Regions from separate parts of the Mus musculus genome. Here all the other regions are linked to region 1. Evidence: chromatin contacts called from public HiChIP or PLAC-seq and promoter capture Hi-C data. All regions are on one chromosome and are shown on one strand. The core of a region is the stretch at or near the end of the contact, and the rest is flanking DNA. Distances in the headings are between cores, read along the strand shown. Region 1 holds the start of Tox (thymocyte selection-associated high mobility group box). Region 2 has its middle 75 kb from the start of 8430436N08Rik. Region 3 has its middle 110 kb from the start of 8430436N08Rik. Region 4 has its middle 160 kb from the start of 8430436N08Rik. Region 5 has its middle 170 kb from the start of Gm33646. Region 6 has its middle 140 kb from the start of Gm33646. Region 7 has its middle 120 kb from the start of Gm33646.

What was found. Promoter capture Hi-C pulls out the DNA fragments that hold promoters and counts their contacts. HiChIP or PLAC-seq counts read pairs in DNA pulled down with a chosen protein or histone mark.
Region 2: an H3K27ac HiChIP or PLAC-seq map of T-cell acute lymphoblastic leukemia shows a contact between it and region 1, with 5 times the contacts expected there. The contact joins the enhancer-like site here to the promoter of Tox in region 1. A contact is called at or near these places in 5 of 115 datasets of contacts at active chromatin or transcription factors (DN3 thymocytes, the SCID.adh cell line, T-cell acute lymphoblastic leukemia and 2 more) and 1 of 9 other capture datasets (pancreatic islet).
Region 3: a contact with region 1 is called in an H3K4me3 HiChIP or PLAC-seq map of the SCID.adh cell line, with 18 read pairs. The contact joins the enhancer-like site here to the promoter of Tox in region 1. A contact is called at or near these places in 9 of 39 promoter capture datasets (the HPC-7 cell line, embryonic stem cells, frontonasal cranial neural crest and 5 more), 1 of 15 datasets of contacts at CTCF or cohesin (pro-B cells), 7 of 484 Hi-C or Micro-C datasets (CD4 T cells, CD8 T cells, Th1 cells and 2 more), 11 of 115 datasets of contacts at active chromatin or transcription factors (CD8 T cells, DN3 thymocytes, the SCID.adh cell line and 8 more) and 2 of 9 other capture datasets (adipose tissue and liver).
Region 4: a promoter capture Hi-C map of HPC-7-derived erythroid cells shows a contact between it and region 1, with 5 times the contacts expected there. The contact joins the enhancer-like site here to the promoter of Tox in region 1. A contact is called at or near these places in 4 of 39 promoter capture datasets (HPC-7-derived erythroid cells, hippocampal neurons, liver and 1 more), 1 of 15 datasets of contacts at CTCF or cohesin (large pre-B cells), 2 of 115 datasets of contacts at active chromatin or transcription factors (acute myeloid leukemia and large pre-B cells) and 1 of 9 other capture datasets (adipose tissue).
Region 5: a contact with region 1 is called in an H3K27ac HiChIP or PLAC-seq map of thymic regulatory T cells, with 6 times the contacts expected there. The contact joins the enhancer-like site here to the promoter of Tox in region 1. A contact is called at or near these places in 3 of 39 promoter capture datasets (hippocampal neurons and liver), 1 of 484 Hi-C or Micro-C datasets (CD4 T cells), 5 of 115 datasets of contacts at active chromatin or transcription factors (DN3 thymocytes, the SCID.adh cell line, acute myeloid leukemia and 2 more) and 1 of 9 other capture datasets (liver).
Region 6: an H3K4me3 HiChIP or PLAC-seq map of the SCID.adh cell line shows a contact between it and region 1, with 4 times the contacts expected there. The contact joins the enhancer-like site here to the promoter of Tox in region 1. A contact is called at or near these places in 5 of 39 promoter capture datasets (cranial neural crest, frontonasal cranial neural crest, hippocampal neurons and 2 more), 1 of 484 Hi-C or Micro-C datasets (the N1E-115 cell line), 5 of 115 datasets of contacts at active chromatin or transcription factors (DN3 thymocytes, the SCID.adh cell line, SST interneurons and 2 more) and 2 of 9 other capture datasets (adipose tissue and liver).
Region 7: an H3K4me3 HiChIP or PLAC-seq map of the SCID.adh cell line shows a contact between it and region 1, with 10 read pairs. The contact joins the enhancer-like site here to the promoter of Tox in region 1. A contact is called at or near these places in 4 of 39 promoter capture datasets (frontonasal cranial neural crest, liver and pre-B cells), 1 of 15 datasets of contacts at CTCF or cohesin (pro-B cells), 6 of 115 datasets of contacts at active chromatin or transcription factors (DN3 thymocytes, the SCID.adh cell line, double positive thymocytes and 3 more) and 2 of 9 other capture datasets (adipose tissue and liver).

The regions. Positions count from the first base shown.
Region 1 is chr4:6,988,715-6,993,065 of GRCm38.p6, reverse strand. It overlaps Tox (thymocyte selection-associated high mobility group box), which reads left to right and starts at 2,230. Exons shown (of 9, transcript NM_145711.5): 1 at 2,230-2,676. The coding sequence starts at 2,575.
Region 2 is chr4:7,483,683-7,488,033 of GRCm38.p6, reverse strand. No RefSeq gene overlaps it. Among named protein-coding and RNA genes, the nearest start is that of 8430436N08Rik, 75 kb to the left of the region's middle. Within about 2 kb of position 2,258, at least 10 of the 459 cell types and tissues checked have an H3K27ac peak or open chromatin away from gene starts, as enhancers often do. A contact at or near this core is called in the SCID.adh cell line and T-cell acute lymphoblastic leukemia, where this site is marked.
Region 3 is chr4:7,452,697-7,457,047 of GRCm38.p6, reverse strand. No RefSeq gene overlaps it. Among named protein-coding and RNA genes, the nearest start is that of 8430436N08Rik, 110 kb to the left of the region's middle. Within about 2 kb of position 1,752, at least 53 of the 459 cell types and tissues checked have an H3K27ac peak or open chromatin away from gene starts, as enhancers often do. A contact at or near this core is called in CD8 T cells, DN3 thymocytes, the HPC-7 cell line and 11 more, where this site is marked.
Region 4 is chr4:7,403,512-7,407,862 of GRCm38.p6, reverse strand. No RefSeq gene overlaps it. Among named protein-coding and RNA genes, the nearest start is that of 8430436N08Rik, 160 kb to the left of the region's middle. Within about 2 kb of position 2,087, at least 7 of the 459 cell types and tissues checked have an H3K27ac peak or open chromatin away from gene starts, as enhancers often do.
Region 5 is chr4:7,362,732-7,367,082 of GRCm38.p6, reverse strand. No RefSeq gene overlaps it. Among named protein-coding and RNA genes, the nearest start is that of Gm33646, 170 kb to the right of the region's middle. Within about 2 kb of position 2,487, at least 39 of the 459 cell types and tissues checked have an H3K27ac peak or open chromatin away from gene starts, as enhancers often do. A contact at or near this core is called in the SCID.adh cell line and thymic regulatory T cells, where this site is marked.
Region 6 is chr4:7,334,966-7,339,316 of GRCm38.p6, reverse strand. No RefSeq gene overlaps it. Among named protein-coding and RNA genes, the nearest start is that of Gm33646, 140 kb to the right of the region's middle. Within about 2 kb of position 2,381, at least 2 of the 459 cell types and tissues checked have an H3K27ac peak or open chromatin away from gene starts, as enhancers often do. A contact at or near this core is called in the SCID.adh cell line, where this site is marked.
Region 7 is chr4:7,312,752-7,317,102 of GRCm38.p6, reverse strand. No RefSeq gene overlaps it. Among named protein-coding and RNA genes, the nearest start is that of Gm33646, 120 kb to the right of the region's middle. Within about 2 kb of position 2,627, at least 10 of the 459 cell types and tissues checked have an H3K27ac peak or open chromatin away from gene starts, as enhancers often do. A contact at or near this core is called in the SCID.adh cell line, where this site is marked.

The sequences.
Region 1 (4,351 bases), core at 981-3,480:
GTGGGTATTTAAAGTTATTATATTGATGACCATGCTTTAGTGTTAAGCTCTCTCGTGGTTAATGTACTTTTAGCTCAAATTCCTTAGCATGCAGAGCTCTCATGTTGACTCCACAGACTTCCTGTGAAAGAAATCAGGTTGCTTGCAGAGGTAAGACACAGGTTTCTGGCCCTTGGGTTTCTCATAATGGTAGTGGAAATACGTGATGTGGTACCTCCAGTATGTCCAAGGAGTCAAGACACTGACAGCAAGGACCATTCCAGCGATAAACCAGCCCATCTTTCTGCTGGCCCGAGGGCCAAACAGAAGTTGATTATGAATCCTAGGGAAGTTTATAAACCTCAAACTTTATACAGTATAATTTGTTGATGACAGAAACTTGAGATTACGTGTTTATTTAAAGCTACAGACTTTTTATAGCCCCACCCACTTTAACATCTACAAATGAATTTTAAAATCGGTGCTATGAAGCCCTGAACCTATGTACTTGTTATTGTAAAGACCTTTAATAGAGGAAAGATCACCCTTTCACTTATTTTGTGACTCAGAGGGTTTGAATGCAGAGTGAAAATCCTTCCTCATTTCTAAAGCCAACATCCATCACATTACTCTTAAGGTAAGAAGCTGTGTTCTTCCTACCCATAAAAGGAAGACCTGAGGACAACAGTTTAAGAGAAAGAGGCTACCATGGATGGAAACCAAAGTCAAGGAAAAGTTTCCAAAGGCCTTTGCATAGAGGAGAGAACCCCAGGATGCTAATTTACTATCCTTACAGGGCATCTGTTGCTTCCTCAGATCTTTGCATTTGACTGGTGCTCCTATTATAAGGGAAGAGAAACCTGGAAAAGGCTGCAGAGAGCTAGAGAGTAGCTGGCTATTACCCACCATGTACTAAAAACGGTTTGGGGTGGGGGATGGGAGGTAACAAGACTGTTTCCATATATTCTTTGACGCCAGAAACAGATACCTGTGGACATGAATTTTCCACTTTTTTACAGGGTCTTAGGCCCCTAAGGTGTGAAGCAATCAGGAATTCACCCTTGAAAGGTAAACATTGCCCACCCCTATATTAACTTCTCTCTAAAGTCTTTCTCAGGGAGAACGTAAGATGTCCGCTGGACAGTCATCAGGGTCCCAAAACTCTCCCAGATGCCAGGGGACACAATATTGCAAGTTTTTGGGGTTGACGAAGTAAAGCAAAATATGGATGATATCTTTATCCTACCAACAAAGAGAGCCCAGGGAAGCAGACAGCTGATTCGTGAAGGTTGGGGTGGGCAGTGGAGCTCCAAGAGTGCTACTGGGAATCCAACAGTGAAAGTATAATTCCAAGAGGCAAGTAACTAGCCCAGATGTGTTCCCTGTAGCGCATGGTGTGCTGATAACTGTTTCCTTATTTACCCTTCTAAGCACCCCTGGAGTCTTTTTTGCTAGTCCCGCAAGGGCAGGCTCAGCCTCTGCAAACCCTCCCACTGAGAACCAAAGCCGAATGCCGAGGCTCTCTGAGCACTAACTCCAGGAGCACCGCTCCTCGCACAGAGATCAACTGGGGTCCCTTGGTCAGCTGCACACTAGAATGGGGCAGAGGTTGCGCTCCCTGCAGGCTCCCGAGCAGCGCCACAAGACAGCCTCTCCTCTACCTCCCGCGCGGGGCAGAGGTTGGCAGTGCAGCTAGCGGGCAGGAGTAAGTGGTGGGGGGCTCAAAGAATGGGGTGGGGCGGGGGTGGGGCTGCGGGTGCTGGGCGGGGGTGCGCCACAGCGCCCCCTTGCTGTGCGAGCCCCACGGTGCCCCAGTCAGCCTTTGCTCAGTCTCTCCAGCCCCTTTGTGTGATTGTATCCACCTCCATGGCACCCACCCGGGGGTGCTGACTGGGGCACTGACGCTGCCCGGGGTCCCGCCACTACTGATCGAGCCGCATTCCCTTCTTCTGCGTTTGTCCCTCGCCTGGTTCTCGGTCCCCAACTGTACCCTCTGGGCCGCGTCCAGCCTCTGTCGGCACCCCGCCGGTCCGGGGCACTAGTGTCCTCCGATCTTGATCTCCCCTGCAACACCACACACACTCCATCACTCCCCCATCCCAGGCCTCTAACGTGGAGAAAAACTAAAAGCAAAGCAAGGCAGAGTCTCCAATAAAACGCCCAGTACCCCGAGCCCGAGCGCGAGTGCCGGGCGGCGAAGGGCGCGGGAGGCGGGGATGGGGCGGCGGGCGGGGGGGACAATGAGCGCGTGAAGTTACCTGCCCGGCGGCGGCGGGCCGACAGCGCCGGGGCCGAGCGGACCAGGCAGGCTGCGCGCTCGGTGTGGACGGGTGCGCGCCACGGCTTGGGGGGGAGAGTTGAGCGCTTTTCCACCCTCTGTTTTTTTTTTCCTCTCTCTCTCTTTTCTCTCTCTCTTTTCTTCCTCTTCTTAAACAAACCACAAACGGATGTGAGGGAAGGAAGGTGTTTCTTTTACTCCTGAGCCCAGACGCCTCTCTGTTCCGTCTGAGCTTTTTTTTTTTTTTCTGAGCACTTTTTTTTTTTTTTTTTTTTTCAAAAAGGAAAAGAAAAGGAGTTGCTTGATGTGAGAGTGAAATGGACGTAAGATTTTATCCTCCTCCAGCCCAGCCCGCTGCTGCGCCCGCCGCTCCTTGTCTGGGACCTTCTCCCTGCCTGGACCCCTACTATTGCAACAAGGTGAACACTCTGCTTTTGTCTGCACCGATTCTGGCGGCTCGATCCCGGGAGGGGGGCAGCGGTGGCTGGACCGCGATGGGGCCCGCTGGGCGGACTGGGCCGGCTCGCAGAGGCCCGTCCCGGGCGCGCTCGGTCGCAGCCCGCGGCGGCGCTGCGTGCGCTCGGGTAGTAAATATTGTGGAGCAGCTCCGGGGGTTTGCCAAACAACGCGATTGTGCGGAAAGTGACACGATTTGCTCGGATTCTTTCCTTCCTGCTGTTCGCCACTAAGGATCCCTGCTTAGGTTTGCCGGGAGACATTTAAAAAAAAAAAAAAAAAAGCGAGAGATCGAGAGAGAAAACCCACGGAATACTTTGGGGGTGTGTCTGGGGTCTGGGAACTGAGGCAGAGTAGGAGAATTCAGTTTATATTCTAGTTCCTTCTTCTCCCTCCCTTTCTTGGACAGCGGGGGCTCGTGGCATCGCTTCCTTGCTCCGGATCACTTGCCAGAGGAGCAGCTAGGAGTCGGGGTGCAGGGACCCCGGAGGATCCGGCGTTCCCACACCGTGAAAATTATTCTGTAACTCTTTTGTTTTCTGTTCCGGCCGCCGAACTGGAGTTCGGACGCTGGCCCTCGAGACCAGGACGCTGTGGGCTAGTCGCATTATGATTTGGGGGAACAGATCTCGTTTGGGGGGTGTGGGGTGTGGAAATAGCAAGTTTACAGGAAGCCAAGCTAGCGCTTTGCATTCAAGTGTAAAGCTCCGACGCTCTTTGCCTGGCTGAAGCAGGGTCCCTGGCTGGGCTACATCATAGTCTGCTGACTTGGGCCACACAGGACAGCGGAAAGGTATTTAATGCTGGTGATCCAGAATGAGAACTCTGGCGAAGCTGCCCCGGAGCTCAGCTTGGCCCAAGGATAGGACAGCCAGGAGTTTCTAGGGAAGTAATTGCTCTCCTGGCTTCATGCACGCAAAACCTGAGAGGGACACGGAGGGACCGGAGGGATCGTCTCCAAGAGCAGCCACAGGCCACATCTCTCCTCTCCTGGGGCTTGGTGGATTTGTCTAAGCAGTCCTAGCTGATAGAGGTTGCTGGGGACAAGAAGGTCTCTGAAATGCATGGCAAGCCTTTTGGACTCCCAGTTCTTGCTTGATAAAAACCCCCGGCAGATTCTTCCAGTCCTTTCAGGCACTTCACTGACAAGTAGATTAATTCTTTGGGGAAAGTCTTTGAAACTCCCAACATTTGTCTCCTGAGGAGTCCTCACTTTAAAACGTGATGTAGAGGTGTTTAGCACCCCTGCCTCCTGGACTCTCTACTACCATACAGGCTAGTAGTTCTCAGCTCTCAGTCTTGATTATTACACACACACACACACACACACACACACACACACACACACACACACACACACAGCTGTGAGTTACAAAGCCTACAGTCACGCCACAGAGAAGCAACTGGGTGCCATGTCCACTGTAATATTCAGTAAGAGTTGTGAGCAAAGGTTAGTAGTTAGGCAAAGGGGTAATACAGGTCTTGAGGCCAGGGGCAAGTTGAACTTCAGCACGCACAGCAAAGTTGGTGAAATGAAGTTTTACACTGCTGCTAACACCATTCTTGCAGCCTAGAATATATTTTGACTTTAGAACTAAGGGCTTTATGCTTGATATTTTTCCCCCCTGATAACCAGAA
Region 2 (4,351 bases), core at 1,009-3,508, 490 kb before region 1:
CTTGATGAGCCTGTGTTTTCAGGTCTTTCTAAGTCAAAGGCTAAGATCACCTTCCCACTTGCTCTTATCTGTTGCCTCTTACAATTTTTGACAATCCTTTTTTTCTATTCTAAAAATATATCATTTATTTTTTTTTGTTTTTTGTTTTTTGTGTTTTTGTTTTTGTTTTTCTGAGACAGGGTTTCTCTGTGTAGCCCTGACTGTCTTGGAACTCACTCTGTAGACCAGTCTGGCCTTGAACTCAGAAATCCACCTGCCTCTGCCTCCCAAGTGCTGGGATTAAAGGTGTGTGCCACCACCATCCGGGTTATTTGTATGCTTTTTTTCCTCTAATTGCCTTTTAATGTTATAAAATACAGTGAAGTTCTTGTGGAAGGATGGTTTTGTTGACAATGGTTCAGAGACCAGGGGTTTATTTTGCATGATTAGAGTACTATGTCTAGGCCCATGGTTCCTCAATGAAAGTAGATGTGCAATATCTGTACCCTTTATTAATAGGCTGCATGGATGCCCACAAATGCACATATAGTGGATTAACATAATTAAAATATAACATTAAGCAAATTAACTTTTTTTTATGACTAAAGCTAAAGAATATATACAGGTGCACCTCTTCTATGAGATATTTGCCAGATTGTAAACATATCCAGGGCAGTAGGTAAAAGATTATGAAGGAAGTAATAAAGATCTAAAAAACTATGAAAGTACACATAAACTCAGAGTAATATTGATTGTTTAAAATAATAAATAGTATATATTTCCTGGTACCATAAGGTGATGCACCGGGTGTTCGTGAAAAATGTCATCAACAATATTACCAATCTTCCCATATTCTGTGAGCTATGATAAATGACCACCAATAACCACATATGCCCCCTTATTCAAATTAATATGAATGTTATGGGGGCAGCCACTTGCTTTCTGTGGGGACTTAAGAACTGATCCAAAACAGGAAATGTATATCTGGAAATAGAATTTAGACTAAGATGCCTTAATTGAGGTGCTTATAGACCCTTGGGGTGAACATAATGCTATTATTTTATTAAATATACATAGCATCAAGGGACCCTCCAAATTCCCATGTCTCTAACAACAGTTAAAATTCTAAGACCATATCAGTGATGCATCTTTGTGCAGCAGATGGTAGTTAATGCAGAAACTCACAAGTGGTCAAATTTAGGGAATAAGTGTCAGAGGAGTCCCCAGCCACAAGTGGAACACTATATTATACCCCATTTCCAGGCCTTGGGAACTATTGTGGAAGAGGAGTAGAAAGAGTGTAGGAAAGTCTCAGAGGTCTGGAGCAACACAGTGTCTTTTGGACATGACAAGGACCACTGCATTTATGAACTCACAGCCACTATGATTGCCTGTACAAATCAAGACAGCCAACATTCTAGCCTGATATAGGCAGATTCGAACCAAAGAGTAGGGCACTTGATGGCTTTTGAGGGGAATAGAGTTATCTTTTTAATAGACAGCCTTATATCTGAGAGTATATTGCCATTACAAATAGTAGTTGAATGGTTATTAAAATAAAATAAAGAAGGGGCTACAGAGATTGCTTGGTGGTTAAAAGCATTTGCTACTCTTGTGGAAGACCCTAGTTTAATTCCCAGGACTCACATGGCAGCTCACAACCATTTATACTTATACTTCCAAGGGTTCAGAAGTCTTCCTCTGGCCTCCACAGGTACCAGGTACACAGATATAACACAGGGATGTGTGCAGACATATCCTTTATGCATAAGATATAAATAAATGAATCTTACAAAATAAAAAAAGAGGGCCAAGAGTTGAACATGGGTGGGTAAGGAGGTGGGGATAGATCTTGGAATTTGAATATGAACGTGATCAAATTATAATGTCGGAAAATCTCAAAAAATCTAAATATTTTATAAAGAAAAATAATAATAGCAGTGTTTTATGAGGTTTATTAGTATAGATAGAAAATATGGGAAGGTAGTAGCACAGATAAAAATGGGGAAATAGTGGAATAAGATCTATGCATGTTAATGTTCACTGTCAGCATTATGTAGGAGCTTGAAGTTTACCTTTGAGTAATCATGTAAGGGTATCTACAATGAGGAATAACTGGCTGGAAGGGACCTCCTCTGAGCTAAGTGACACCATCCTATTTATAGCTTTGGGGTCTGGGAAGATTGAAGAGAGAACAAGAAGAAAGGAAGTAGCAAACCATAGATAAGCATACACCTCCCCCCACATCTTGCTTCATGGTCTGGGAGGTGAGAAGCCTCTGCCACAAGCTATCACTCTCTTGAACTGAACTTCTCTGCCATGCTTTGGTTGAAAAGATGTGCTGAAGTCCTTGGAAGCTGTGGCCAAAACAACACTTCCTCATCTAAGTTTCTTCTGTCAGTCACAGTGACACACCACCAGAAACTCAGAAGTGGTTTTCTAGGTATGGTGGCTCATGCCTATTGTCCCAGCACTCCAGAGGTTGAGGCAGAAAAATCACAATCACCTGAGTCTGAAGCCACCCTGGACTTTTGTTGAATTCTGAAGAAATATAAGGCATGAAGAGTGAGAACTGTCTACAGTTTTTCTGTATGCAAATGATAACAGACCTAAAAAGGTGAATATAAAACATCTAAATATAGGTGTTCTATGTGCTTAACTGATGAGGGAATCATAGTACCATCAGCCTTGTCTGGATTCAAGCCAGGCCATAACCACTATTTGCATAGCTTTTGCACTGCTTTAGGTATTGAGAGTAGTCTAAATGTAACTTGGGATTCATGAGAGGGTATGTGTTGGTTACTCCAAATATTATGCAATTTTATACAAAAGACACAAGTCTCCTCTTCTGATTTTGATATTCAGGATGTCTTTAGAATCAATATTCTACACACAAAGTTTTATTGTTAATATAACATTTTTATGTTACATATAGCATTCATTATTATGTATATATAGCTATTAATATCTACAGTATATATACATATTATATACATGATTGCCACATATAAAATAATGTGTTGCAATGTTTGTAATTAATTTCTGAGGGATACTTAATAATGATATCTAAAATTAATCCCAGTTCAAAAGTTCTTCTAATATAGAAAATTTAGATAACTTAAAACTGAAATGTCTGCCCCCAACCCTACAGATACAATATACAGCTATACGGTGGGATTTTCCACAAGCTCCTGTGTAGATTGCCCACAAAAAAACATTATACATGGAAACAATCCTGAACCAAGAAAGATCACATTCTAGATTTCCAGGGAATTAACAAGTTGGATGTCATGAATAACATTGCAATATAATTATATCTAAAGCTGTACCCAGTCTTTATCCTGCCAAAGCTAATAACAAATGTTAGAAATAGTACAGAATAAAAGGCAGATTATTTTAATTTCTCTGGTGATTACATGCATTTGAGAACGACTATTTTTTATCCTAGCCCACTGTTCCAATGCACAAGGAGGCAAACGAATAAACATGATTATGTGGGACTGGTAAAAAGCTATGACATTTGTATGTGTATTTTTCATTTCTTCCATCACAGTTTAATGGAATTCCTATACATAGGTGTTTTCACAAAATAAAAAAGTTATATTAACAGAGTGAAGGAGAAGGGTTACAGTGAACTGATTCTTCCATCAAGGAAATGAGAATGATCACACTTAGCATGCTGTACAACTTCTAAGTTGTAGATAGAGAACATATGAATTGAAAGTGTTTCAGAGCTGGGAAAATGGCTTCCTCAGTAAGAACTCTGACTGTGCAAAACTGAAGACCTGAATTCACATCTCTCACATAGCTTGTAGAGCAGTGCTAGAGAGGTGGAGACACAAGATTTTCTGAGGCTTGTTAGCTTCCAGGTTAGCTCTATAAGAGCTACATGTTAATAAGAGAACATGTTAAAATTTAGGAGAAGAGTGGATGGCACCATTCCTTCTTGCGTGCGCCCGACTTGACCAGCAAGAACGACGCTGCAACAGGATCCTTCTGCACACGTTTATTGGGAGAGCTTGATTGCAGAGGCAAAGAGACCCCAAGCCCAGAACTGGTGCTGCTTATATAGGCCTAGGAGAGGCGTGTCTCACACCCGGATTGGTTATGCACTATGCCTCATTTGCATGTTCTTCATCTGATTGGCTACTCTCTCTCTGTACCTCACAGAGCCTCATTATCATACCTCATTTGCATGTCTCACATCTGATTGGTTATATTCTCAAAGCCTCATTATCATGCCCGGGCCAGGCAGTGTCTTTGCAAAAAACTTTACTGCATATGTACACATTGGTTGTTTGTCCAAACTTATGCGTGGTGGCCAGCAGTAGTCAGTGCCACTCTGCAACGGCACATGTGGCTTCCCACAATT
Region 3 (4,351 bases), core at 503-3,002, 460 kb before region 1:
GCAATGAGACTGATACAGTCTTCATTATCACTCCTGTTAGCAGAAATTTATTGTAAAGTAGAAGAAGTATCTATATTCAGAGAAGGGTTCCATGGTTCATATTTTTTAGGATGTGCTACCAAATTTTATTTATAACCTTATTTCATACTCTCATGCTTTTATAAGAATATCATTTAAGTATAGATTATCTTAAAGAAATATTTAATAAATATAAAGTCATGGCTGTTGACAATTGTCTTTGATTTAAAATGTCACATTTAAGGAGCTATGGTTTTGAAAGAATTGTCGTGGCAGTGTGATGAAAAGAAGAAAAAATTTAAGATAAAATACAGAGCACAACATGTCATGTTAACATATTTGATTATTGGAACAAGAAGATGATGAAATGCTACACTCCAATCAATAAAAAGAATATGCAATGCTAAAATATGCCTCTTTGGCACAAACACTATTTTGAGCTGATAATTTTGAGAAAGTAAAGACACAGAGAAGCTCTGAAAACAGGAATCTGTTACTTCCTTGTAAAAGAAAATTGCATCTAAATGGAAGACATCGTTTTGTGAGTCTCTATCCGTAAATCCAGAGTAGAACTATGAGTCCAAAGTACGAGAGACCCCAAGAAGTGCAGACATAACCTACCTCAAAGCTGTTCTTGACACTTCCATGTCTCTGGGCTTAAACCTTTGTTTTGATAAACAATGGCTATGATATCTGAATTCCAGATTGCCTCTCCCTTCTCTGTGTACCTCTCCTGAAAATGTGCTGTGTGTGTGTGTGTGTGTGTGTGTGTGTGTGTGTGTGTGTGTGTGTGTGTGTGTGTGAGATATACAACAAAAACTTTTAAAGGTATATACTCCAATAAACTATATTTTTTCTTTGATTGGTCTGTCTTTTTTTATAGGTGCCCCTTTTAACTAAGGAAGAAGGATGGAAAGAACATTTTTTTCTTTATGGAGCTTTGGTTATCACTCACTGTGCTCATGAGTGTGCCTATGGAACAAGTACTTTATACACATTGATTGTGCATTTCCCATTCTAGTCAGTGGAAGACTGAGCCACACTTCATCCTCAGGGGAGTCTTGGGGGTGGTAGCTACTTTTCTCTTCTACTCTCATTGTATGTTACAGCACTGAATTGTTTGCCAATATTTAAATACCGTGTCTAACATTTATAAAGAATAGATTGTGTTTCTTTTTAGAGAAAGGGTTATACTATTTGGAACTACCACAATGCTCAATAAAAGGAGGTAACGAATAATTACCATATATTTGTGAAGAAAAATAGAAAAAAAAAAAGAGGAAGAAAGCATAAATAAAGGTAACTACATCTCTCCAAACTCCATTGATTTTGGTTATTTAAAATAAACCTACCTGAGAAATACTGACCGAGGAGCATGCTCACCTAATGTATATTTTTATTATTGCTAATTGTTTGGAATCTGAATCAAATTCATTGTGAAGCCCAAAGCTGAGGAAAGTTTAGGACTGTTGCTCCCTGCCATGTTCCCCTCAGCAGTGTTTTTCTTCTTAGCACACCAAAGCTTCAGCAGCAGCCAGTCTTAGACTGAAACGTTATCTTCGTTTTTTTTTTTTTTTTTTTTTTTTTTTTTTTTGAAGATAGTAAAAGTGAAAACAGATGCACACATTTGAATGCAGGAAGCCTTTAAGGCCTTTCTCTCTTTTGTCGTCCCTGCCCCCACTCCTTTTTCCTGTGAAGCATCAAAATAAATGTCCCTGCTCCTTTGAACTAAATCGCCCACTGTGCATAACTGAAATCGTAGGCCCGGAAATACATACCCCCTAACCAGTGCTCTCGGCCCTTATCAAGACCTTGTCATCTGAAACGACAGTGTTGGAACCCAGGCTGGTTTCACGTGATCCTATCAATCAGAGGTAAAGAGAAAAGGTGCCTGGGGGAGGGAGGGGAATCTTCAGGTTTGTTTAGGCTTCACTTAGGTCTAATTTCATACGTTTTAATGTATGGTGAGCCAAGCACCCGAGTATTGTATATCTTAGCAATGCTGACATTTCCTTTGCACCATTTAAAATTAAACCTTTTATTAGTTCAGGAAAAGCTGAGACAGGAGACAATAGCTGTTCAGGGAGAATAATTATTTTCTGTTCTGTTGTGTAGGATTTTTGAGCTTTTGATAAGTTGCAGTTTACAGTACTTAACAGCTAGCCAATCTTACATGTTAACAGTACATGAGAATATTTTATCCTAGCAGCCTGCCTCATACCCTGAAATGTTGAAATGTGTTTCTTGGTGACTTAAATCTTTTTTTTTTAAAACCTCTTATTTTCTGGGGTGTGTTTGGAAAGGATCATGCTATCAACAGTTGGAGTGGTGAGCAGCAGGCAGGGCGAGAGGAATCACTATGAAATGGATACAAAAAGCTGTGGGTTGTACACCATTAAGTGTTCCCAGTGTGATTCTAATGAGCTGATGATGGCCTCAACAAATTACTGTTTCTCCTGCAGCCCAGTAAATTATAGCTCACCCAAATTAAATCAGTGGGACTCTAGACAAACTGGTCTTCATCAAGATCTACATTTGTGAGAATTAAAAAAAACAAAAAAACAAAAAAAAACCAAACCATGCTCAATCATATTTAATCACATCTATTTGCTCAAGATTATTAGCTTGCTTTCTTATCCCCAAATGTCTGGGCGATAGATGTGGTGTGTGTGTGTGTATTTGTATATCTATGTACATTTATATGTGTGTAGGTTTATGTATGTGTGTATGCACGTGTATGTTTTTATGTGTGTATGCTGTATGCATCTCTGTGTATATTTACATGTGGTGAGTGTTTTGTGTTTGTATTTTCATGTTTGTGTGTATATGTGTACTTATGTGTATTTGTGTATATATGTTTTGTGTGTGCTGTGTGTGTACATTTACATGTATGTTTATATGTGTGTGTACATGTGTATATGCATGCATGAATGTATGTATGTATGTATATATGTGTGTGTTTGTACATGTTTGTGTTTTATATGTGTATTTGTGCGATGTATGTGTGTATTTGGGTTTGTGCTTGTGTGTATGTTTGTTTGAACATATATGTGTGCCTTGTGTGTTTATGTATGTGTTCACTCATGTTTGTATGCATGTGTGTTTGTATGTATGTGTGTTTGTGTGTATATGTGTGTTTATATGTATAAATATATATGTGTTTGTGTGTGTGCATGCATGTGTAAGTTTGTGTGAACTAATGTCTATGGGTTGTGTGTATGTATATGTATGTGTGCATTTGTAGCTGTGCTAGCACTAGACACAGGTACAATCTTATTTCATTTCCTGTTTGACCCACCTGCCATTCTTATCCCACTTTTGATCATTCCACACCACTTGAAGCATGAATGTGGAAGATCAATTCTAGCTCAATAATCATTACTAGGTAGTAAGATTGCCATTATCACCTCTGTATACATACGTTTGTTACTGAATATATGTAGCTTTCATTTTGATTTTAAAGCATCTCAAAAGCTGGGATTTAGTAAATTGCATATGATTAACTAGGAATAATTTACGTGAGATGCTCTTTAAAAGCTTTAAGGAATGAAATGTGTCATCTGCTGTTTGAGAGAATGGCCACACAGTGCAGATGAAATAAGCCTTGTTGCAGAGATCGACTTTCAAGAATAAAGACATCAAGCCCTGCTAAGCTTTGCACTGGGAGAGATAAAATTTACAGAAGATGGGATAATCACTACTTTTTATGACTTCACATACTATTATGTCAGGCAATTAATAGTTGTGGCACTTGTTGGCTTAGAATTAAAGAAACTTTACAACCATCAAGCAGTTTTGATTCCCAGTATTTCTTTGAGTAATTCTCATTGTTACAAAAACAATTGGAGCTATACAGAAAAAAATGCACAGGAAAAAAATATTGAAGTTGAATTCAATCCTACATTCCATTTTCTGAAAGCAAACTGTGAAAGCCCAGACATTAGTGTATTAATTGCTTTCCTGATGCTGGGGAGTGTGGTATAGGGCCATTTCATTTGTAGCAGGAAATAAGCTTGTTGCCCACAAAAGCCAGGCATCTTCCTGCCATGCTGTTCCCTCTTGGCTTTTAGAGGTCAGCTCAACAACAGGACTGTATACTATTTAAATAAATAATCCCCATTCTCATCTCTGAAGTGGAAAGCAGCTCAGGGCTGGGCTGGAGCTCAGCATGTGCAGGGCATGCGAAATATCAGAGTTGATTATTAGGGACAGGAGGTTGGAAAAGCACAGAGCACATTGGCAACGTTGATAAGAAGTGAATCCCGTGATGCAGATTTATTGATACTGACAATGTTGTTTGCTTATATTTTTTCCTCCAATTTTTAGAACATGA
Region 4 (4,351 bases), core at 838-3,337, 410 kb before region 1:
TGAGATGAAAGCCATCGGTTCCGAGTTGGGAAAAGAGAGATAAGATGGAAATCACATTGCTTTGATGTCCTTATCTTGGAAGCAGAATTCTGTCACCTGGGAGGGACAAACTAAAATCCAGCCTCACACTTATTGGAAAATAAGCAACAGGAGAATCAGGAGGTTAGGCTGACAGAGCCAGGGAGGAGGCTCGGTCATTATTTCCTAGAAATATTACATATTCGTTCTCTAAGTATATATCCTTTCAAGAATTTTCTAAATTATACATATATATATGTATATATATATATATATATATATATATATAATTTTTAGTACTTTTCTGTTTAATAGCTTGATTAAATTCTTTGAGTCTTGTGTAGAAAATTTAGGGAAACAGTCTAAATATCATGGGCATAGATTGGAAAATATTGCTCACTAATAAATAAAAACGCATTTTGCCTAGCATACACTTTCTTTTTAGTTCAAGATCAGAAGCATATATATAAAATAGGAGAATGGGACCAGCTTTATAATGGTCTTATCAAAATGTGTGGGGACAGGTGTGCTTCATTAGGGAGATCGACAGAATGTGTGGAAAGTATAACTTTTTTTACTTTTGATGAAAATTTTTTAGATATGTGAGTCTTTTGTTAAATTACCTTCCTTTAAAAATCACACTGAATACCGCTTTTCTCTTCAGATTATATAAATCATTTGCCTTTTAAAAAAAGCCATGAAGCAATCTGAGTTAAATGCAGTCATAATATATTCCTTAGTAAAACACTAATACTGGATAATAAGGAACGAGGTATCTGTGAAATAATAGATGGCAAAAATAAAGTTAAACATCTATTTTCCTCATAATTTTCAAAGCTTATATAAAACTAGGAGCTATGTGAAGGGCTGCCTTCAATCTAAGAAAAATTTATGGAGAATACTTCAGACATTTAAATAAAATAGCTTAAAATGATGTGAATAGCTTTTTCTATTTATATTATTACTAGATACTGCAGTGCTAGGAGGCAAAAATTCATTTTCTATCTTTTCTCTATGAAATGTAGATTCCTATCTAAAGGTGAATGTATGACACTAAAGAAATGTAATAAAGTTTGATATAAACCTGATTACCTTCCATCTAAAAAATATAGCTGCAAGTCCTCCTAACTTTGTGCTAGAAATAGAAATTAGTGAGAAACTCAAGTTGGTTCTAAAATCTTCTACCTAAGGAGAAGTTATCCCAAGCTCTGAATCCCCAGGACAGAAATGAACTATATAAGAAATTATATTTTTCTAAAGAGTGTAATAGCTTTCTCACTCAGGCAAGACATCATGTTAGAAAACAAAAATACTATCACCATGCTAAATTACATATACCTTATTCTTTTACATACTATATTATAATACCTGCTTGTCCTATTTTTCTTTTGGCCAAATACTTGTGCATCTCTATTTGTTCAGTCAGTTTAGAGAAGGAGTCATGGAGATAGTTCCTCATCATGTGGAATTTAGACTCATTTTTGAGACTGCATGTACCTAGCTCTTCCAAAATCTCATGTAAGCACACAAACATATATGCATGCACATACATGTACATGCACACACAACTGCACACATGCATGCACAAGCACATATGCAGGAAGACACACACATTCACCACTATAGCATATGCAAAGGAAAATGGTGCTGCTTATATACCCCTCCGTGTGATGTGTCAGCTCCTGATTAGCTGCTCACTCATCACCCCACTACTACGCCCCGGGACGGGCAGTGACTTGGCACGAATTTACTCTTGCACCTGCGCACATTACTTGTTTACCAGTTAGGCACAGCGGAGGCTTGTAATGGTAATTGCTCACAGCTCTCCACAGGCACGGAAACATAAAAACAATCTCAGCACATTTGTTTATATTTCTGTTTTAAGTTTTCAGATGCTTTCATTGCAGACTCATGCCTTAGCTAATTCAGAGGATTAATTAACAGTGGGATTGGTTCATACAGTAGTTGATTCTCCAATCAGAATGTTTATTGTGTGTGTAGGGAGAGGGGGATTGACAGTAGAAAGCAGACAGGTAGCTATATTTGGAATTTTTCTTACGTCCTAGACTGATCATGCATACTTTTGATACTTGGGGCCATGGCAATATAACCACAAAATCCCAAGGGGAACAAAGGGTACTATAGTGTACTTTGCTGCTAAACAGTGACATTCCTTGATTCACAGGATATAAACCTACTGCAATCCAGAGGCATTGGGAATCTGCGTGGGATTGTCATATCATTAGAATTAGCTTAGAGCTCTAATGAGTATAAGGATTATGATATCTGTTTTTGTTGGACATTCTAACTCACTCTGTTTGGCATAAAGTTTAATTTCTCTTTGATATTAAACCATATCTTGCTTGTGGCTTAATATTCATGGTTTTATATACTACTATCTAGATTTTAAATTGTAACTTGTCTACATATAAGAAAATATTTTACAGATTTAAAATTGTATCCGGGAGATAAAGCTAAGCTCCAATAAAAACAGAGCTTTTAATTTTGAGGAAGTAATTGTAGGTTATTTCCTCTTTTGTGTTCCAAAATAGTAATACTGCATTCTTGAGCTGATACAGACTTTGATATTAATCATGTCTGAGAATATGAACTCTTTAACAGACATAAACATAGTAGATATGCAGAATATGTAGACAGCAGTAGTTAGAGAGAGAGAGAGAGAGAGAGAGAGGGAGAGAGGTGACAGATAGATTCTTGTGTGAGAGCAGCATAAGCCTGAATCTGAAGGATGTTTTCCCTCTGGATGCCTAATATTTGGTTCTTGATTATTAGAATGAAAAGCTTGCCTGACATATAAAATGTAGTTTGCTAATAATCTGTTATAGATTTAAATTAATATAAGAATACAGTATTTATATATGCTTTGTTCATAAGGATTTTTTTCTGTTTTAAATATGGTGATTTATGACAAATTCATCTTCTAGAAAACTCTGTGCTCCATGCTTGGCTAGATGCCCGATACCTTCTGTTTTCGGTACTTTATGAACTGAAGATTATATGAAAGTAACTCTAGCTTCAAGTTAAATAGTAAAGGAAATTGATCTGTTAAATTACCACCAAATATTTTAACAAAAATATATTTAAAAATCTGTCATTACTATATAATATGGCTTAAGTATTTATTATGAAACCTGAGAAGTAAAGGAAAGTTCCCCTGGAAGTGTCATGGACCTAAAGAGGCTTTCAGAACCACAGAGCAGAGACTGGGGCAGGGGCAGGCATGGGGGTGCACACCTCGGATCTCACCCTGGAGGCATAACTATGTAAGTTCTGGGACAGCCAGGTGTGCATAGTTCTAGACCAACCAAGGCAACATGATGAGACCCTTTCTAAAATAAATAATAAGCAAATAAATATTAGACAGAGAGAAACTGCAACAGACTACAAAATAAAAAAAAACAATGAAAAACTCAATATTTCTTCAACAATTACTTAAAAACAATATAAGCATCTTGATAAAAATGAAATATAATATATTAAATAACTAAAAAATAGGTATCTTGTTTTAAAGGAAAAGAGAACAATAGAGTTTTGCTTTCAAGTTCTGTAAAGAAGCCAAGGACAAACGCAATAACCTATATTATTTTGAGAAATTCTTGGACTCTCCTGACCACCACCTCAAAGGGGGATTTCTCATGCCTGGCCCTGTTTTTTGTTTTTAAATATAGATTGTCTGTGGCTCTTCAGAGTAACATTATCACCCCAATTAGTGTAACTAATCTGTGCGCGTGAGTGTGTGTAATTTTAAATGAATGTAAACTTGTATGTTTCCTTATTTTTTCTTTCTTCCATTTCACATGTATTACACTCCTTATCACCATTTTCCCACACCCTTTTCAAAGCACCAGACTCTTATCCCCTTCCCACCCTGTAGAGTTCTTTTCCTGTCTTTACCACACTTACCGTAATCCTTTTGTACTTTCTTGAATTTTGATGTTATTCTCTGTGCTAGGAAAGAGAGAGAAAGAGAGAGAGAGAGAGAGAGAGTGAGAGAGAGAGAGAGAGAGAGAGAGAGAGAGAAGAAGAAGAAGGAGGAGGAGGAGGAGGAGGAGGAGAAGAAAGAAAGAAAGAAGGAAGGAAGGAAGGAAGGAAGGAAGGAAAGAAAGAAAGAAAGAAAGAAAGAAAGAAAGAAAGAAAGGAGGGAGGGAGGGAGAGAGGGAGGGAGAGAGGGAGGAAGGAAGGAAGGAAGAAGGAATTTTACTTGTCTTAATTGTTTTTGTCTTTCTGGTCCTGGCTTTTATCACCCAATATAAATATGTCTAGGTTCACCAATTGACCTTTAAATTTCTGAGTTTATTTTATTTAGAGCTGA
Region 5 (4,351 bases), core at 1,238-3,737, 370 kb before region 1:
AAGTCCTTCTTGATGTCCTCTACCAACATCATGAGATATGCTTTGAAATCAGGGACTAGCTTTTCGGGTGTGTTGGGGTGCCCTGGACTGGGCGAGGTGTGAGTGCTGTGTTCTGATAATGGTGAATGGTCTTGGTTTCTGTTAGTAAGATTCTTATGTTTACCTCTTGCCATCTGGTAATCTCTGGAGTTAGTTGATTTAGTTGTCTCTGGTTAGAGATTGTTCCTCTGGTGATTCTGTTAGCCTCTATCAGCAGACCTGGTAGACTAGGTCTCTCCTGAGTTTCAGTGGTCAGAGCACTCTCTGCAGGTAAGCTCTCCTCTTACAGGGAAGGTGCACAGATATCTGGCGTTCGGATCTCCCTCCTGGACGAAGATGAAGGCCCAAAACAGGACCTGTCCCAGAAGTTGTGTTGCTTTGGCCTGTCACAGAAGCTGTTAGCTTCTGTAGTCCACACTATCACCCGTGCAGAATACTCTCCGTGGAGTCCTGGAACCAAGATGTCTGCAGCGGATGCTCTGGCAAAGAGCTTCTGGGCTGGGCGGGCACCTTCTGTCCTATCCTCTGGCCGGGATGGTGCCCGGATGTCTGGGGCCCGAAAAGGGGGCTGCCTCAGAAGCTCTGTGGCTCCTGCCTGTCCCAGAAGCTGTTAGCTTCTGTAGTTCACACTCTCACCTGTGCAGAATACTCTCGGTGGAGTCTTGGAACCCAAGATAATTTCTTGTGTTCCCACTCCAGTGTTTGTATTTACCTCTCCCAAGTGGGTCAGGGTAGAGAAATGCCTGAGTACCTTCCAATCCAGTCTCAGAGTCCAGAAGCCATTCCATCTAAGCTAGTCCTAAGCTACTGTAGATGCCCACAAGAATCTGTACTGAATGAAAACAAGTATTCTTTCTGGATGACAAAAACATTTAGTATTTTGTTAATTCCTGCCAAATAACTAGTCAATTATGGGTCGAGACAGCATACTTTCCAAAGTGTTTAGTTCCAATAACTTACTATCTCCTTCAGACAAGATTTGGTAAGAAACATAATAGGTCCAAACTAACTTTAAGAAATGATTGTAGCATATGAATTATCTATTATGGTAGAGTCATTCATCATCATGACTACAATGAAAACCTGTTCTTATGTCAATATCTTCAAGGGGTACTCGTTTCTAGTTTTACATGGTTTTGATGAAAAATCTGTGGCATTGTGAAAAACCTTCCAGCTGCCCTCCACAACTCTGGCACCAAGTGTGAGTCTGCTGTTATTAATAAAATTGAATAAAAATAAAACATTAATCTTAAAGCAATTAACCCAACTAACCCATCCATGGAGTTCCTTGGTGCAAGAGTGGAGGTATCACTTTGTTGGTCATTTTTACTCTTCTCTTAATGTCAGAGTCAGAACAAATGCTGAGATAGAAGGAGCTAGAGAAAATAACACCTTCACAGACTGCTCAACTCTGAGAAATGGGCCCATAGGCAATTGCATATTTGGGTGAAAATCATACAGAACTTACTCACACAAATCTAGACTGTACAGCCTCAGAGTGAGTCCCTAGTTCCTAATTGCTTCTAGGATCATGGAGAAACACAATGAAAACTCAGTCTGACTCCATATTAGGCTTAAAAGACAACTTATAGTAAGGCCAAACTAAGTTAGTTCCTCTTTATGATTAAACCTCTATTTTTCAAGGACTGGGCTATGACACACCAAAACTTTAACTACAAATAGTTCTGTACTGCTTGTTCCAGGAATGTCAAACATGTTTTTTGTTTTTTTTTTCCAAAAAGTTGTTTATAAGCATACTGCAGTCCCCTTATGCTTTACAAGGTTATATGACCACCTTGGGCAGCCTAGTGATAAGGACCACTTTATTATGCCCACTTTGCCACTATGCCTTTGTATTGGGAGGTCCTTAGGACTAACTTGTTATTCCTATGTTTTACTCTTGTATTCCTCCCTATTTGCCCATCAAATCCCACATTCAGAAAACCCTTACCCTGATCTATAAAAGACTTATCTTCTTCATATCGAAGGCTGACTTCTCAAACCCTGCCTTAGGGATATACGGCTGGTGTACTGGAGCTAAAAAAAAAAAAAAATCTTGCTTTAATTAATTTAGCCAAGATGATTTGGGTCAGTGGTGTCTCTCTTCCCATCGTTGGGATTAACAAGAGCATGGCTGTATATAGAGTATGAGAGAAAATATTCAGCTAACAGACAGTGAACATGAGCCCTATGTGCAGTGCTGGTAAAACTATAACAGGGCATCCTGCAGACAGTACAGATTATACTCAGAGATGGTGCCTATGTTACAATAATCATTAGAAAACACAGCTATAAGTACAGGAGAGAGAACATTGCTGTCTATCAAGAACTATTTACTGTGCATTATGTGTGCTACCCCTGCATATTACTATCAGCACAGCAGCATGGCCAATTCCAGCACCCCCAGTCACTGTCTACATCACAACAGCTGTAACATCAGTGAGACAGGAATATCTCTGCTCTACTAGAATCTGAAAGCACAATCATTGACTATGTGATCTGTGCATTATGCAATGAATTACCATATCAAAGAGCATTTTAAGAGCTTTTCATCCTACTCCTCCTACTCCTCTTGTAAGGTTTCTTTGTCCCCCTTTCCTCCTCCAGTACAATTAGGATCTAGGCTACTGTTAATAGGAGAAAGGCATTCACCATCCAGCTCCCTACAAAGTGTCAGGGACTCATCTGCAGCAGCCCCTCAGGCTTCTGCTGGTGGTTTTGGCTGAGGAGAGGACAGGTTGCATACAGGAAGTGCATGTACTAAGTATTTCCGGTGAACTGCCTGATCAGACTTCAGAAGAAATCATTGCGTTTTCAACCTCTAGTAATTCACAGTGATGTATGTACTCATTTAAAAACAATGCACACATTTGTACTTACTTTTCTGCTGCAGAGATTGTATTTATTATGAGCTGAATTGTTTGCAACTCCAAAAATCCTGTTTCGCAATTTAGCTTCTGAGAACAAAACTGTTAAGATGTCGTTAAGGTGAAATGAGCTGCTATGGCTGCTGCCCTGAAGCAGGGGATTAATAGTTTCTCTCTCTGCACGGAGGGGGAAGATGTTTTCCCCTCTCTGTCTCTCTTCTGTCAACTAAAATCAGATACTAGGTCATCCTTAACAGGCTGGGTTCTTGATTTCTCTTCAATGGTACTGAGCTAGTGACCCAACTTCTTTTCACTCAGCTCCATAATTCTAAGATTCCTTGTACTTCCTAGTAAAGACCCAGAAAGGCTCACATATTTGAGTACTTAGTAGGATTAAGGGGTATGGCCTTATTGGAGTAGGTGTAACACCTTTACAGGAAGTGTGTCACTAGGGGTGGGGTTTGAGGTTTCAAAAGCTCATGATAGTCCCAGTCTCCTTCATAACTCTGTGGTGCTTATGGCCCAATAAGAAGTTGTTAAATAATGTCGATGATCTTGTAACTAACGAGGAGACACAGTGTGTCCTCATCTCATTATATGACATAGCAACAGGCAACAAAAAAAGCACCATAGCAGCCTGTTTTCTCAAGGTCAATATACTGAGCCCAAAACACTTAAAAACAAAGCTGAGCTATTAAGTAAATATGGATCCAGTATCTCTTATACTTTTTCTTATGTAGGCATAATAACTCAAATAAAAATATAGTACCATGTAAAGTTATAGCCACACACACATGTGCGCATGTACGCACACAGATAAATGCACACATACATGCACACACACACACACACACACACACACACACACACTGGATAGCTTCTCTCTCACTTGAGCTCTAGTCCTTAGCCCTCTGTTCTTCTGTGTGTGTGTGTGTGTGTGTGTGTGTGCGTGTGGTGTATCTATATGTAGTACATGAATGCTTGATATGATGTGGAGGACACCGGGGGCATCTGTATGTACATATATCTATATGTCTATATAGAACTCAAGTTGATTTCAGGTGTACTCCCTGATTGCGTTCTACTTATTTATTGTGATGAGGTATCCTGTAGACCCAGAGCTTAAGAGTTCAGCTCACTAATTCTAGCTAGTCTCCATAGCCATCATGACCCAGGAATCTCTGCCTCCCAAGTGCTCTGTTTACAGATGGCCATCATGCCTACTCACCTTTCACACAGGTTCTAGAGAATGAACACAATTCTCAGTCACCACCCACTGAGCCGCCTACCCAGCCCCAGTTTCTCTTTTAAGGTTTTGTTTAGAGAAAAAAATTCATGAAATTTCCCACATTAGCCTAGAACTCTTTGCAGCCAATCAGGCCTTGAGCTTTCAGCCCTCCTGGATCAGCCTCCTGTGTAGTAGGATGACAGATATCTGAAGTCAT
Region 6 (4,351 bases), core at 1,132-3,631, 350 kb before region 1:
ACTCTTAGACAAATGTTTTCTCTCATGTGTGGATCAAGATTCAAATTTATATATGATTATATGTGACATAATGTAAAGGAACAAATTATGAGAGGGGAAGAGGCTATCTAAATCACAAGGTGTATGGGCAATAAGTGGCTGTATATACATACAGTAGAATATCACTAACCAATAAAAAGGATTATATATTACCGATTATACCAATATCAGACAGAAAAAGTACAGAATAAAAATTCCAGTAGAAATGAACAGAACCACTCTGTAATAACTAAACCAAAAATTCATGGAGCCAAACCAGATATAATAATGTAGGAGAAAAGGGAATTAAATAACAATAGCTTAAATATATGATATCCTATTTTCAAAATAAGATATGACAAGCAGGAAGAGGTCTAAAAGAAAATAAAGAAAATGAAAACTTTGAAAGAGTCTCTAATCCCAGCAGACTCAGAGGATCAAATCAGAGTAAGTGCCCTGCATCACCAGCTGCTCCTTTCTCGAGAGCGTGGGAACATTCCCCAAGGTACTTTATTGCACTGGAAAGAAAACCTAACACTTAGAAGGTATTTCAATCATACAAATAATTTCCCTGCCCATAACATCATTATGCTAAATATCAAAAACTGAAAAGTACTTGAAAAGTTAGCAATATATGGAAATTAAAACAGTTCTAAATGGATATGATATAAAAGAAAAAATTAAAACAAAATCTTGACAGGAGTAAAAAATGAAATCTAGACATCACAAAATGAATGAGGATTACAGAAATATTTGTAACTGTAAACACTTAACAGAGAAAAAGGAGGTCTGTTACTTCATACACCAACTTTATTCTAACATTTATAGTGAAGTGATATTTAATAAGGTATTTAAAATAAGTCAATGAAGAAAAAAAGTTTAGCTATGTATGTTGACTTTACATTTTTTGCCTTTGCTAATTTCATTTGATGATTTCTGAGGACTCTTCAGAATTTTCTATATGTTATCTCAAGAGAGAAATTTTAACCCCCCCCCCTCTCTCTCTCTGTTAAAGCTGTATCTTCCTATATCTTTCTATCCTTTGTTGAATTGAAATGTTGGGACATTACAGTCTTGTTCAGAGGAAGTATGTTTAAGTTTTCATCAGTGGGTGTGACAATCATGGTTCATACTAAATTTTATTTTCTGCTGCAGTTTTCTTCTAATACTTTCATTTTTAATGTTATTAATCATTAAAATGTGCTTAATTTTGCCACCCAACCTTTTGGGACTTTGAATTACTGTTATTCAACTAATATTTGTTGAGCTTTTAGTATGCTCACAAGCCCATTTATCATATACATTTCCAGCAATTATTCTGCAAAAGTGTTCTTTATTCCATTCTCTTGTCCATCCATGCCCCCACAATGCAATGCTCCACTCAATGTTCAGCTTGGTCTCTATTCACCTTTCTTCATGATTATTTCATCTATTCTTCACTTCATGATTTGCATCATCCTGTATGATTCATTCATTAACTCTCTCTATTGCTTGTTTGGCTCTGTTTTGAATCTCTAGCAAGTTTTCAGCAAAAAAAAAAAAATGCCTTTTCACTTTAGAACATCTTTTTTGCCCTCTTTAGTGTTGTGATTTCTTCACATCTACCTGTGCTTTCTCCATGCATTGTTTCTATGACTTATTCCACATCTTGCTTCAGCTCTTTGAGCATCTGTGTTTATTTTCACATGTTTGTGCAGTAGGTCTGCCATCAGGTCTTTCCAGGGACAGTTCCCATTCATTATTAGTTTTTCTTTAAATAGGATAAATATCTATGTTCTTTTCTTACATTGTGGTGTTTTTTGTTGTTTAACAGTGAACATTAGATACTAATAAATTACTATTACATAACTCACAGCTTTGCTGTTTTCCATTATAATTTTTTGTTTGATTCTCTTTGCTATATTTACAAATTACTGTTTCAATGATCACCTGAGTAATAAATTTAGGATTTTCTAGGGTATTTTCTAAGCCGCTCTTTTTCCCAGGTATGCAAGGCACTCTTTCATCATCCCCATCTATAAAGTAGCTTTGTGATGTCTAGATTAAAGTCTCCATTTCAAATTGGGGATAGTAATGGAGGCATGAGAAGTGGAATGGCAGTGGCCCTTTACATTGCCTGATACCACATCAGCACAACAGATCTGATTGCATCTATGAGGAAAGATATAACAATATTGTTGCTCTCCTATTCACAGCTCGGTGGTCAGAAGTAGCACCCAGTGGTATGAGCCTGGCCATCTGAAAGATGAAGAACAGTGTCTTTCTCTCAAAGACAGCAGATTACCCAGAGCTGTCCTCCATGCAGTGGGGACGGAAAGGGGTAATTACTCCTGTGCTAATTGCTGAAATGAAATGTAATACACAACTCTTTCCTCCCATGGGGCTTTGCAGAGCTTTAATAGACTCCAGATTGTAAAACTGTCACATTAGACAGGCTCTTCAAGTGCAGATGTTGTCTAGGCGCTGACATAGTCTTGATAATTTCTACTCGGCCATCATACCAAGAAAGCCCTTCCATGCATACTAGCTTTGTTTGTGTTGTTTTACTTACAATAGAGACTTGTTTTCAATTATCTTGAGACTACACACAGAAGCAGAATTGTTTAGTAATGCAGAAACTGCACATTTAAATTTTTTATTTCCATGAGCATTTATTGAATGTGTATGACAAATTCAACTTAATTTTTAAGTTTCAGAGCACCTCCAACCTGTGTTACAATGTCTTATTACTTCCATGAATGTTTTAAATTGAGAATTGGAGTGACTTTTAATTGTAATATCACCACTGTGTACTAATCCTTACAGTCTCCAGTTTTCTGTCTGCCCTGCTATGAACCATATTTTATTTATGAAACAACCATTTTAACTGCAAAATGGTTTCTATAATGTGAGAATATGATAAAAGTCATATACACTATAATTCAAGACAATCATAATTCAGGTATGTTGACTTTTGTTTATATCCATGTATAGTTACACAGGTTCATTAAACAGAAAGTGACTGGATTCAGTATTGTAAATACTGTACCCTGAATAGACTGAGCTGATGATTCTGTTGGGTGCTGACTTTTCAACATCTATGCTACTAATATCAAAAAAAATTTCATGAATACACTTTTTCAATCACAGAAGATTTTCATCCCTGTTTAAAGGTCTCTCTTGTGACTGTGACATGGTTTGTAACTGTCAGCTCACCTACCTACATTTACAAGTAGCTGAAGAGATTATTTGGACTAGATAGCCAGTCATTCAATAAAATATGAGCACACATGTGATTCCTTTCCAATACCAAAAGAATTATAACAGAAAAAATTAAACCTTAATAAATCACAGAGATTTGTTCATGCCTTACTGTGCAGGGCAGGCATGCATTTTAATTTAAAATACTAATTCCTTCTCAGGGAAATGCATTGAGCCTACCGTGTGTATTTCCTCCTTTTCTTTGATTGTATGAGAGCTTCCCTACTTACATGAGCTAAGATATAATTATTGTGTTTGTGAAAGATTTAATGATGATTTGACATTAAAATAAAGGACATACTATGTGTTAAGGAAAGAAATCAGTACATGCAGTCTTCCCTCATTATTTTCACAAGTGAGATATACCACAGGAAATAATTTTAAAAAACATTGCTTGTAGCACACCATAAAAAATCTAGCTGAATCCAGTTGTGATTGAAATAGACTTTATCTAAACACAGAGTAGATCATAGAACTACTTAAATAGTCCAATTTGGCAATTGGGAGAGTTACTGTTTTATTATCCCATGGACATAACCTCTAGGTCAAACATGCTGAAACAGATATGAATGATACACTCTGTTACAGTTCAATATGATGTAGACATCTGGAGATATGATCTGCCAGTGAGCACTGACTTAAATACAGCCATTATGAGACACTTTCTTTGTGGGGCAAGATGTTGAATTCTCTCCCACCCAATCTTTTAGATTTTCTAAGCATTGTTCTGCTAAAAGTAATCAACAGTGTTAGACTGGGTATATATGATCTATCCAGTCTCAACAAACAAATACCAAAGCTCCTGAGAGCCTGGAAAGGGGTTATGTGAAAGACAGAAGAATAAGATTTTCTATCTCTATTTATATCTATAGCTGTATTATTTATATCTACATGTATCTCATCATCTATATATCATCTATATCTATCTAGAGATATATAAATATATGAGAATATATGTATAAGTAGGAAGTATGTATAAGTAAGAATATATATGTGTGTGTGTGTATGTATATAAATAAAGTATATACATATAAAGTATAGGTAAGAAATGACTATACATAAGTATGGAGATACTATAGTATCTCATAAGTAC
Region 7 (4,351 bases), core at 1,378-3,877, 320 kb before region 1:
TTTGAAAAAGAAATTTGCAGGAAATGGGTAGACCTAGAAAATACTAACTATATTAAGTGAGGTGACTAGACCTAGAAAGACATATCTCACATGTTCTCTCTTTATGAGATGCCTAGCTCTAAATCTGCAACTGTAAAAATACAACGTGGGTAATTTCAGACGCCAGCAAAGTGAAAAGGTGACCATTGGGCAGGGGCAGGGGCAGGGGCAGACCACTAGAGAGGGTGATAGCAAGATAAGAGTGATTTGGTAGGTGGAAATGGTTGAAACAGGGGAGATGTTCTTTAATTGGTGGAGAAGGGCTATAAATATAAAAGGAGAGGGAAAGCAGTGGTTAAAATAACAGTAAGAATATCTGGAAAAACTGCAAGGAGTCATTTTATTATTTATTTACTTAAACTAACATAGAATACATGTAAATCTCTGTGAACATGTGCATGTATAGAATTTGTAGAACTGAAATGAAGTTGACAGTAGTTCCCCTAAGAGTGATTGGCTAGAGCCAGGAGAGAAAGATACTCAAGTGTCTGTCACAAGCCCTAGGGCATGCACCACTACAATGAGAGAATATGTCATAGAGAGATGGGAAAGTGTGAGTATGTGATGGAGAGATGGGAGAAAAATAGAAGTCAAGCAGTTGTACACTGTAGCCAGAGATATAACTGCAGACATGTGCAACAAGAAATGTGAGGAGCCTGCTCAACTACCTAGGGTCATGGTGAAGTCAGCCAAGGTTGCCACCAAGGGCCATGTCTGAGTCCATGACCCTACTGTATCTCAGATCTATGCTGATGGCTGTGGTATTTGTTGCCACTAAATACCATGTGGATATCAGTGTCCTGGGCTGCTGGCTGAGACAATGATGATATCTGGGGGCATCCTGACACTGGAGGCCAAACTGATCTGAGTGTCTTGTGGTGTCACCTGAGGCCATGATGACATCCTAGCATGGGTTACCACTGAGGACCATGTATGAGTCCATGCTCCTACTACAGCTGGGGTTTGTGTTTATGTCCATGGCACAAGTTATCAGCAAAGGCTTTGAAGACTTGATTTGTTGGTCAGGGAAGTCCAAGAGACTCCCAATCTTTATATGCTATTGTTATTTACTTTGGTTGCCTCTCAGAAGTTGAAGGTTACTCCTGATTGCTGAGGATACTATATACTTAAGACACAAGGCATGGATAACCTGTGCTGAATGGAACCGGAAGGTTTCCTCCCTTAGCACTACCTTCCATAGTACTGTACCGTACTATACAAGACTCCAAGGGAATTAAGCAATCATCTGTAACACCTGTGATCAACAGTAATCAGCTTGATAACCCTAAGGACTTCTATCTGGGTGATAACCAACAGCTATCTATTGAGACTTAAGGGCCACTCAATCAGGAAGAAATCACTCCTTATGTTCATTGATTAGTATATCTCTCATCCCTCATCAAAGAAACTTCTCTTTGCAATGGATAAAGATAATCACAGAAAACCACAAGCAGTCAAAAGGCAGAGTACAGTGATCTTGAGGTGCCTAGACCTGATTAATGCATCTACATCATAGGTCCTACTCATAAGTATCAGGGAACAACACGGGAAGGGGGTCAAAAGATTTTAGAGCCAGAAAATCAAGAAATCTACGGAGAGAATGTGTTTTCTAGCAAAAACAGGGAAGCTCTACCCATGTTTCCTCAAAATTACAGTTTCTAAAGCAAGACACAAATAAAAACCACACAAGTAGACATCCTAATATGGAAGGGGGAAATCTCATGCAGGCTCCAAAGACAAGGGACTGAGGAGAAATGATCTTCTTCAGGGATAAGCGACATACTTGGTTATCTAGTAACCAAATGGTCAGCCCTAAAATTATGTAACAGTAAATAGACTGAGCAAGTTACACGTTAAGCCATTTATATGTACATGTATGAAAAAGAGACCATGACTCTGAGAAGGATCAGGGATGTGAGGGATCAGGGATAGGCAGTACCTGAAAAAGTTGGAGGGGGAAAAGAAAGAGAAAAAATGATATAATTATATTATAATTAATGTATAAATGTGTCCATTTAGTTGGGTTGGTTTTGGAAGATTAATTTTGTTTTCTGTGTATGCTGTTTCACCCACATGTATGCCTGTATACCAAATATATGCCTGGTGCCCATGGAGGCCAGAAGAAGGCACTGTACATCCTAGAAGTTGGGTTACATTATGGATTATGAGCCTCCATTTGGGTGTTAGGAAACAAACCTGAGAGCTCTGTAAAAGCAACATGTGCTCACAGCCACTTAGCCATATCCTTAGCCCCCATTGCTATGCTGTTATTTTTAAGGAAATTGCTTGTTTTGGTTTGGGGCAAATGGTAAAGTAACATATAACGTTAACATGTTGTTATTTGGTAATATTTGCTAGAACATAGACCTTCCATGCCTTCCATGTGTATTCTCTTTATGCTCACAGCTGTTGTAGAGAACAGTCATGCCAGATAGGCCCCCTCCTCCACTTAGCCCTTACAATGAGCCAACTTCCTCTATAGCTATCTGGGAAGGAGCCTTTTAAGATAAGCAAACCCTGAAAGGAGAAAGCCTACAGTCACACCTCCTACCAACAAGGCCCATTGTTTTCAGAAATGTCCTTGAAACTTTTCAGCACCTTCCTCGGCGAGAAATATAAGCAAACACAATGTCTCTAGTCCAACAACGCCACTAGTGATGTGATGTCAGATGAACTTGAGCCTACTTTTTTATGGCACTTCTCCATCCTCTTTATTCTTTCACAGGGGACCTTAAAGGCACAAGTGCAGCTCTGCCGGGGCTGACTGAAGCCTTACTTCTGACCCCAGCAGAGCTGCCTGTTCTGCACCAGACCAGACCAGGCTGTCTGCTCTGATGATTTCCTAATGAGTGATCCGTTTCTATTTCTTCCAAAACATGTTCTCTAAGCACCCAACAATATTCCCCTTGCCAAACCATCTTAAAATTTTTATTTCTCCTTTAATCAAGCCATGTATAATTCAGTATTAATGGCAAATGCAATATTTATTCTTCTAAGATCTATCCCTATGAAGGTCCATTGTTATCAACAAACCTAGTTGGAGGGCATAGGAAACGTTCTTTAAGAGTGTGCATCTACTAGCATTTTCCAGTTATTTCTAACTTTAATAAAAGGGAGAATAATGGTAGAAGAGAATACTTGTGTCATAGTGTCCCCAAGTCCATTAGGACTAGCATAGCCTAGTCTGATAATACAAGTTACAAAGTCAATGAAAATAAATTGCTGGGCTGTAAAACAAGCAAGGAGAAGCTAACCCTGCTCAGGTCATGCTGTTCATTGGCCATTTGATTTCAGAATAGACCTTTGAAGATGTTGGATCTTTTCACCTACCCCAGTGAAAAGGCTTGGAAATATTCAGACACTAATGTGGCTCATGACAAGACTTTGAATTTTTTGAGAGCTTTCTGAAGAATAGAGTTCTGAAAACCATCAGAAAAGATCTAGGAGTAGTGTCTAGAAATCTGTTCTAACCCAAATTGATTCTTGAGAAGCCTATGGAAGAATATTTTGCAAATGCTAAAATCCTATCAAGTCTGGGGTTGTTTTACAAGAGCTGGTGCTCCGTGAAAAAGTGGAAGTGGCAAGAAGTGGATATAATCTGGCTCACTCTCCTGCTCTCAGGTCTGTATTGTGTGCTAGCAATTATGCAACAGCCTTTCAGAAATCTAAAGGTCACAGCAGAATCACAAGAAATTGGAAGTGAAATTTAGACTGCTTCGGGGCCTGTGTAGCCTGAACTGAATCTCCACCCCAGAGACCTTCTGGGAACTGGCTTCACTGTTTGGCCAGCCTGTGACTCTGTCCATCTATGGCAGCTCTCATTTAGACCTCTCCTTACATATTTCCACAGGAATGTAGAAAGAGAAGGTCTGATTACTTCCATTCAATCTTCATTCTAGGCTTCACCCCTGGATGTGAGTGGCCTGCCCTTGAAGGGAGTACACAAAGGCAGCAATGAAATCCTAGAATTTGTGTCAGTGATAACCTTGTGCTATCCTTTGATCAGGGTCTATGAGTGAGGTAGGGCCTGCTTGAAAATCCCTCTTCTGTGTGGCTAATAGCCCACTCCCATATTTAATTGGTTATCATTATGAAGACAAAATTAAGTCTTTGCTCACATTGTAATAGTGATCAGTGAATCACCTAATGTTATGATTGACATAAGAGTTCCACAGTAGTCCATGTGTTCAAGACTTGATCCCAGGGGAGTGCCTCTGGGAATCCCTGGCATTTTGAGATCTTTATATCAGTGGAAATTAATTATGCTATCAAGAAAAATATTTGATTCTTCCTTGACCAACCCCTCTTCTTT